3 separate regions of the Mus musculus genome follow, and all the other regions are linked to region 2. The links are chromatin contacts, called in public HiChIP or PLAC-seq maps. All regions are on one chromosome and are shown on one strand. The core of a region is the stretch at or near the end of the contact, and the rest is flanking DNA. Distances in the headings are between cores, read along the strand shown.

What was found. HiChIP or PLAC-seq counts read pairs in DNA pulled down with a chosen protein or histone mark.
Region 1: a FOXA1 HiChIP or PLAC-seq map of pancreatic cancer cells shows a contact between it and region 2. The contact joins two enhancer-like sites. A contact is called at or near these places in 2 of 484 Hi-C or Micro-C datasets (the HL-1 cell line and bone marrow-derived macrophages) and 2 of 115 datasets of contacts at active chromatin or transcription factors (astrocytes and pancreatic cancer cells).
Region 3: an HNF4G HiChIP or PLAC-seq map of pancreatic cancer cells shows a contact between it and region 2. The contact joins two enhancer-like sites. A contact is called at or near these places in 1 of 484 Hi-C or Micro-C datasets (bone marrow-derived macrophages) and 3 of 115 datasets of contacts at active chromatin or transcription factors (extraembryonic endoderm stem cells, fibro-adipogenic progenitors and pancreatic cancer cells).

Annotation. Positions count from the first base shown.
Region 1 is chr12:79,903,675-79,906,418 of GRCm38.p6, reverse strand. Gm46361 (a long non-coding RNA gene) reads right to left here. Exons shown (of 2, transcript XR_001780641.1): 2 at 1,837-2,594. Among named protein-coding and RNA genes, the nearest start is that of Gm51985, 5.5 kb to the left of the region's middle. Within about 2 kb of position 1,403, at least 114 of the 459 cell types and tissues checked have an H3K27ac peak or open chromatin away from gene starts, as enhancers often do. A contact at or near this core is called in astrocytes and pancreatic cancer cells, where this site is marked.
Region 2 is chr12:79,530,464-79,533,181 of GRCm38.p6, reverse strand. All of the region lies in intron 7 of Rad51b (RAD51 paralog B), which reads right to left. Among named protein-coding and RNA genes, the nearest start is that of Rad51b, 230 kb to the right of the region's middle. Within about 2 kb of position 1,296, at least 91 of the 459 cell types and tissues checked have an H3K27ac peak or open chromatin away from gene starts, as enhancers often do. A contact at or near this core is called in astrocytes and pancreatic cancer cells, where this site is marked.
Region 3 is chr12:79,943,488-79,946,212 of GRCm38.p6, reverse strand. 4933435C09Rik (a long non-coding RNA gene) reads right to left here. Exons shown (of 3, transcript XR_381736.3): 2 at 409-534. Among named protein-coding and RNA genes, the nearest start is that of 4933435C09Rik, 8.3 kb to the right of the region's middle. RefSeq lists an enhancer at 1-2,415. Within about 2 kb of position 1,387, at least 93 of the 459 cell types and tissues checked have an H3K27ac peak or open chromatin away from gene starts, as enhancers often do. A contact at or near this core is called in pancreatic cancer cells, where this site is marked.

The DNA of each region.
Region 1 (2,744 bases), core at 154-2,653, 370 kb before region 2:
AGCAGATCCCACTCGGCCTTGCAGGCCTGAGCTGCAACACCAGGCTCAGCAGGCTCTGTTACCAGAAAGTGCTAACAGGGGCAGCCCAGGCCTCTGTGAGAGACCTCCCTTGAAAGGATCCTGGCCAGTCCTCTGGCCAATACCCACTGAGAGGCAGAGAACAACCACGAAGGAAGAAATGAGAAGCCTGAAGGTTTATAGGGAGGCTATTTGGCCCTACCCAGCCTCTCTGTGGGCTCTCTCAGCCACTATCCATAGAGCTTGAGGTTTAAAGAATGCAGGGAAGAGAGAACAGGCCCCAAACTGATTAGGACCCAACTTTCCAAACAGACACAGGTCACCCTCTTCCTGCCCCAAACACCAGGCAGAGCAAATGCTATTAATAACTGCAGCCTCTCTCCAGGCCACGAGGGCTGAGCCTGCTCCTCCAACTCGGCCAGCTGTTCTGAAACAGGTTTGGGAAAGTAATCTTTGGCACGTAATGAAAAGGGTGTGTAAGGGAGGGGGGTGCCCAAGAGTTCTCTATCAGGGCCAATATTATTTTTAATTGCCGAGAATCAGCCTGTGGCCGTTACTCAAGGCTGCAGAGACCGGGTTTGCCAGGGATCGGAAACCAACTTCAAGAGGAGTTGAAAAGCTCATTCCAAAGACTGTTCATTACTGAGCTGTGGCTTCTTGTGGAAAATCAGGTTATGTCTTGACGTTTGTACAATCCATTCTCCATGCCACCTCTCTCCCCCCTGTATCCCGCCGAGAGAGTGAGCGAGCAGTGAATTTGAGTTATCTGGGAATTTTAGTGTCTGACCCCCCCCCACAACCTCCACCCCACCCAAAGCATGACCGATGGCCCATTTTTCAAGCCAAATCTTGCCCCATGTAGGCAGCTGTCATGGAACCACAGAAAGTACTTGAAGGAGCACAAGCAATGGCTGGTTCTAATCTGGAGGGGGAAGAATATGAATTAACAAGGCAGTTCCTTATGGAAGAATGTTTTCTTTTCTTCAGCCTCAGCCTGCATATTTTCACAACATGTGTACTCTGTTACCTTGTCACTTCCCTGTTTTCTTTGGGTAAATAACTGGGCTCTGGACTTCAGGAAGAAAGAAAGAAACCCAGCCCAGGAGTGTCACTAAGGCAGGCCTGGCTAGCTGAACTAGCAGGGAGGAAGGAGTCTGTGCTGAGGGCCAAGGCAGCTTGTGCAGACTCAGTCTGGCCGGCCTAGCAGGGGCTGTTCACTGATCTCTACAGGTACTGGTGTGGGAGTGAGAGACCCGGGCACTGAACTGCCCAGCTGGGCCCTGTGCTTGGCAGACCTCAAGGCTGCAGGAAGTAAACAACTCTCCTTAGCTGAGTCAACTGTGAAGGCCTCTCTGAACCCAGCAGAGTCAACAAGGCTCACAAAGGCTCTTCTGCCAACTCTGCCCTTCCACTGGCCAGTGAGGCAGCAGGGATGAGAGAGGCCACTCTTGTGGTTCCCAGCAGTGAACCAGGGAGGAACTGGCAGGAGCCAGGGCCTTCTGTGGAACATGGGATAGGCTCTTCCTCCAGATCGAGAAAGTGTTTGGATGTGTTGGTGATGGAGTCCCGTGCAGATGTCCAAAGGCTTCTGTTCTTGTCTTCCAGGGATGCTGGGCTTTTCACTTGAACATTCCCCTGTGGTGTCTGTCACCTACTCCAGAAGAGGTAGAAAATAAATAAATAAATAAATAAATAAATAACCACTGGGCCACTAACTGGATGTCTTTCAAAGTTGCACTATTAAAGAAGGCATGAGATGATCCGTTGTGGGTTCCTTTAATGAGTGAAGATCTTTTCATTATAGAGCAGCAATGACTCTTTTTGATTTTGATTACATTTTTATTTCTTCATCTGTGCACGTGTGGGCACACATATAGGCGGTGGTCAGGAGACAGCTTGCAGAAGTCAGTTCACTCCTTCCACCACTGGGTCCCAGTGAGTCAAAGTTGGGGTGGTCAGGCTTTGTGCAAACCCCTAATCCACCCAGCTACTTCACCAGCTGAGTAACAGCAACTCTTACTTACTCAGCTCTTCACCACTGATAGTCAGAGAAGAAAATCAGAATTAGAAATGATGGATGACTCACGCCTATAATTGCAACACTTGGGTGACTGAGGCAGGAGAATTATGACTTTCAATCCGACCTGGGGTACATAGCAAGGTCTTGTGTTCCCCCCGCAAAAAATTAAACAGAATATAGAACCAATAAAATAATACTATCTTATTGCTCTTGATATTATATAGCATGTAAAAGAAGTTAAGTTTGCCATGTGTCACAGCATGCTTGCAGGAGAAACTGAGGCATACCTATTCAGAGACTGAGACTCTCATAAAGTCCAACAGTGGGCTTGGGAAAGGAAGGGTTAACTGGCTGTTGTCTGGGTGGCTGCATACCTATGTTTCTTTTTTTTTTCCATCTGCTCAGGAGCCTTTGATTCCAACCTTGAAATTCCCTGTCTCACCTTGTAGATCACACAGCCCTCCAGCCTTCCTGGGACAGATCTTTGGAACTTTAAAGTTGAATTTTCGGTTGCAAAGGTCTGGTCCTCATCTGCTGAGCACCTCTTTATATATCCCTGGAGTGAGGCAAATGTCCACAGGAGGGGTCACTTTGATGCTCAGGATGATCAGGATGGTGACTTTGGAAGCCATGCCTATCCTAAATTGCAGACTGCAAGGGCTTGTGGAAAAAAAGGAGACAGAGAGACAGGGGGAAGCAGAGACAC
Region 2 (2,718 bases), core at 47-2,546:
AAAATGTTCAATGTTTAGTAAACTAGGATTATTACATATCATGGGAAACTAAAAAGAATTTCATAAGCTACTTGCAAATACAAAGCCAATGCAAAAAAGACACTAAATTTGGTAGAGCATGCAGATTTTGACTAAAATAAAGAGGAAGGTTTAATGATAGAAATGGTAACTGGAAATAGCAGTACTGGGTCACCAGGAAAATCTAGTCTAGGCTTGGAGTGATTGAAAATTCTTTGATGTAAAAGTGCTATGTTACCCAGTACCAAGTAAGCACTGCACTTGTCACTAGTTCTCACAGGACAAGCATGGACATCACAAAATAAACAGTTCAATACTTAACGGAATCCTTTGCCTCAAAGATGAAAATCTAGGCAGGAATGAATTTCTGTTACCCCTCTTACTGGTATAAAAGGACTCCATCCAAATGAAACCTTTAGAAGGCTATTATCTCTACGTAGGAACCGCCAGTCTTCCTTCTGGGATGAACCATAGAGCTTTCCAGGTTTCCACACAGTGCTCACTGATACAACATTCCCAATGAGTTACTCATGGTACATAAGAATAAATCTCATCTTAAACTGACTTTCACAATCTCCCTACAAAATGACATCTGAAAGCACTTAAGAGATACACTTATACCCCTGGTGGTTAAAAAAAAAAAAGGGGTGGAAAATCCTCTCTGTCTTACTTCATAAAGGTTATTGAAAATGCCATGTGATTAATATTATTTATTTGGCATTGGGTTAAACACCAAAGGTAACACTTAACCACTCTCTGTTTACCAAGTTAATCACCAGATTTGTCTACTTTTGTCTGATTTACTGAGACAAATACTTTGAGTGTCTGAAATGTTTTATCTGGCCCTGGGAAAGGAAAACGAAAGGAGTGTTGTGCATTTATTAATAGATAAGTGCAAACAGGCCCTATCCTATCAAATGAACAGCTAGGACCTTTGGCCACTGTTTACTGAAAATAAAATTAGCCTTGGCTGGCAGGTACTTATCAGCTCTGAGAATAATTAACTACTCACATCTGGTACTCCTTACTGAAAATGCTAGTGGGAGCCATTACCTTTGGTAAGGGTTATATTTCCTGACCAGCTAACCTCCCCCTAACGTACTACTGGAATGCACTCTTCATTCCCAAGCAGTCCGCTGGCAGTACCCAGAGCAGTTCCACAAGCTGTTTCCCCTCCTCAACCCAACAGAAAGACATTTTCAGAAATCCAAAACATATCACCAAGCCATGCTGGCTCCCACAGGGATGCTTACTAACTCACCACAGGGAATTCCCTGCCCCATGGAGGCCTGGGAACTTTGTAAACAAACAAGAGTCAGTCTGAGTTAATCAATAGTAACATTTTGTACTTTAAATTTTGTTTTTGTGGTTTTTCAAGGACTTCAGGGAACTTCATTGTGTAGAATAACATGAATATAGTGCTCAAGGTTCAAGAAGCCCAGGAACCCACAGCTGCCTTCATTGGTCAGACGGAAAACAATAATAAACTAGGAACCTCATGCCCACTTTATTTGTTTTCTATTGTAACAATTCCCTTACTGGGCAATAATTTTCACAATTTCATTAAAGCAAAGGAAATGCTCTGGGGCATTCATATAAATAAGCAATACATAATATGTGCTTTTATATTCATGCAACAGGGATCAAGAGGCAGGAAACCCAGGGCCTCTGCAATTAGCTTGCTGTGAAATCCTAAACAAGTCACTTGTTGTCAAGTGGCTCTCATATCTATGCTCTGTAAAAGCTATACTGCAACGTTGGACTAAGGAGTGACTTCTGACAGTGCCAGGAAAATGTTGGTAAATCAGAAATTAAAATGCCAGCTCTTCTCTGAACCACCACAAAAAGAGCATACACTGGCTGTCCAGTGGGTGGGACCCAGGCCGTCCCGCACATATGTAGCCGGTGTGCAGCTTGACCATTATGTGGGTCCTGAACAATTGGACTGGGGACTATCCCAAAAGCTGTTACCTGTATGTGGAATATCTTCTTCTGGCTGCCTTGTCTGGCCTCTATGGGAGAGAAAGGACCTAGTCTCACAGAGACTTGAAGTGCCAGGGTTGGGGGGCTACCCAGGGGCGGCACCTGCTCAGAGGAGAGGGGGATTGTGTGTGGGGGTGGGGTGGGGTGAGAGTGACTGGGAGTGGGGCAGTGAGCGGGATGTAAAGTAAATAACTAAAAGAAATTAAATTAAAAAAAAAACTTTTTAAAAATGCCAGCTCTTCAAGACCTTTTTCTCAAAGGAAATAGTAAGCTTCTCTCAATAATAAATGGTGCCATTCTAACTTACACCTTTTATTAAAGTATATTTCTGACATGTTTTACAGATAAATGTTGCTCCTAACGCGACAAAAGAGTGTGCATGAAAACCGTGGGTAATCTGAAGATCAGCAGCTGCCCTGTTTCTAAGGAAACTGCAAATTGGATTCTATTAACAATGAATAGACGGTCTCTCCAAACACACAAGCCTTCTAACACACACTAGGTGGGTGGACATCAGATACCTTAGGAGATGAGGACATGAACTAAGAAGCTGGGAAGTCTAAGGATATGGAGCCAGTAATTAGGGGTTGGGAAACAGAAGAAGGTAGGAATAATAGGCAAGAAGGGAATTTAATACTGAGGAGAGACGGGAGGCCAAAGAAAAACAGAAGAAACAGAAAAAACAACGAGCATTCTGGGATTAGGCAGTACAGTCAG
Region 3 (2,725 bases), core at 138-2,637, 410 kb before region 2:
ATTGGTGTGGGGCAGAACCTGGGGGAGTGGATGTCCAAGGCACACAGTAAGTAAGCTGTTGAGCCTATTAAGAGGCGGTGTTGTGTCTGGAGAAATGTGGTTGATGCAGGAGGATGGATGGCGAGAGGCAGGGAGAGGCTGGGCCAGTGGCCCAGTTGATTAGAGACCAAGGACGAATCAAGTCCTGACAGACTGTGAATGGAGCCCAGTGCCCTGTGTGGAGAAGTGCTTCTCCCATACAACAGCACTTAGAGGTGCAATGGGTGCTCTCAGAGGTAAGGGGTGGGGTGCTCTGTCCTCTCTCCCTAACCCTGCTTTGTGGGGTCCTTGGCTGAGAGGCTAAGGTTCTAGCTTTATGACTTGGGTGATGCCCCGGGGAAGACATTTTGGAAAAGTGTCTCTTCTTACCTGCTGCCCACCACCAGAGCCTGCTCCAGGGCACTCTAACCCCTTGTCTGGTCCCCTGGCTAGGGGTGGAAAGGGGAAGGGTCAGCCTCTTTTACTCCACTCAAGTGTCTTCTGCATGCCAGGGACCTTAGGCAAGGAAGAGACAGGCCATCAGCACTTCCTGTCTTGGAAGGACAAGCCGCTGCCACCACCGCCAACAGACGGACAGCACAGTGGGATTTCCCGGTTCCAATTTGTTCAGCTCAGTTTGATTCTTTCTTTCCCTAGTGAGATTCATGTGGTGATGTTTGCTCTTCGGCAGCAGTTTACGGGCACAGTGGGGTTTGGAGAGACCTGAGATAGCCACGTGAAGGAAGCAGGTTCTCTGAGGCTGTGCTCTCCCAGCAAGGCCTGGACTCGAACCCATACCCAACTCTCAGGCCCTCAGCCCTTGTCAGATCAACTCCAAGGAGCTTCCATTCCAGGCCTCCCAGGACCCTTGGCCTCACACCACTTCCTGCTAAAAATTGCCACAGGCTTCTCTCCTCAGACCAGAACCTCCCTTTGTTTACTTTACCCCTCAGGACTGGGATTTCTTTGGGCCTGGCTCTCCTTTCCTATTAAGGTCTATGAAAAATGGGTGTGTGTGTGTGTGTGTGTGTGTGTGTGTGATGGGCAGACTGCTGTGCCTGCCCACCTTGGGTTATCTGTGAGTCTCCTGTGCTACCAGCCTGGGGACAGCTCTGGCCCTTGTGCGTCCCTCCCCCACATCTGTACACGCCTATCCTTTCCTGTGTCAATTGACATTTGTCCTCAGTGGGGAGAGAAGACCTAAAGGATTTGCACAGAGAGACCCAGGGCAGAGGGAGATAAATGGAATTTGCAATAAATCCGGGAGCAAAGTTGTAACTTGACTTCAAAACAAACAAAAGGGCCAGAACTGCACTTAAGCTCTGCAGAAGCTCAACTCCCAGTGTAAACAGAAAAGAGCAGTGGGGGTGGGGAGCCTCCGAGGGCCTGGGACAGAGGGGCAGGGTGAGGCTGACTGACTTCCTCCAGAGGATAGGGCTGGGGCAAGGTTTCTGTGGCCTTGCTAAGGGTGGAGGAAGACAGGCCAACTGCTGCTGCCTGCCTCTCTTTTCCCATGACTTTCCTGAAGGGAAAAGTGTCCCCAGGATCTGAAAAGTGTCCCCAGAAAGTCTTTTAGAAGAATGTGTCTGTGGTCTGTGGTCTGTGGCTGGACTAGGAGTTTACCCATCTATCCCACTCCTGGGCTGCATCAGATACCTGCATATCTGTGTGTGTCGCTACACTACTCACAGTAACAGGGAATTAGAGCATGCTTAGATGGCCATCAACACACAAACGCATTGCGAACATGTGGTACTTATACGTGATGGCATTTCATTCGGCTGTAAAGAAAGACAAAATTATGAAACTTGCAGGAAAATGTGTGGACCTGGAAATTATACTCAATGAGGTGGCCCAGATTCAGGAAGAGAACACCGTATGTTCTCTGTCCTATCAGATCTTAGCCTGTGATGTTTATATGTAGATCTGTGGGTGCGAGCATAGATATAGGATGTGAAATGAGGACTGCGACAAGAAGAAACAGGAGACTCGGGGGGGAGGACACAGAAGACACATGAAGAAAAGCAAAACGGAGAGCTGGGGGGGGATGGCTTAGCAGTTAAAAATGCTTGTCTGCGCAAGCCTAACCATCCATGCTCCATCCCCAGAGCCTATGTAAAGATCTAGATGTGGTGGTGCACATTTGTGGTCTCAGATGATAAGCCTATGGTAGGCTTTCTCATTCATACCACCATGCTCACTGAACACGTGCCCAGGGATTGCAGGCAACAGGAGAAGCTAGAAGGAAGGCCTGGACCACACTCTGCCTCAGAGTGCCTGGAAGGAGTCCCTGTTAACAGCATCTTGTCTACAGCACTGTGGGAGAAGAGATTTCCCTTATTCAAGCCAAGGTTCACACCAAGTTTGTGGAAACCAGCACAAGGCTGCCATCATTGGTATACTTGAATCTGGATGTCTTTTCCTTAAAGCCATAAGAGAGACCCTGGGCCAGCCCTGTCACACCACAAGGTTGTCTGAGGAGGCAGAGTCTCTAGAAAAGCACAGAGAAGTGATGGGACCCATTTGGTCGGAAGAAAAAGCAAGACCAAGGGAATGAATTACTCATTCATTCATTCATTCATTCACTTGTTCACTCACTTACCACTGGCTTATGGAACCTACTACAGGCCAGGCTCTTAGAACAAAACTGCACCCAAGGCTAGAGCCAGTCTTGTCCTGATCATAGGAGCTTGGGCCACAAGGTCCA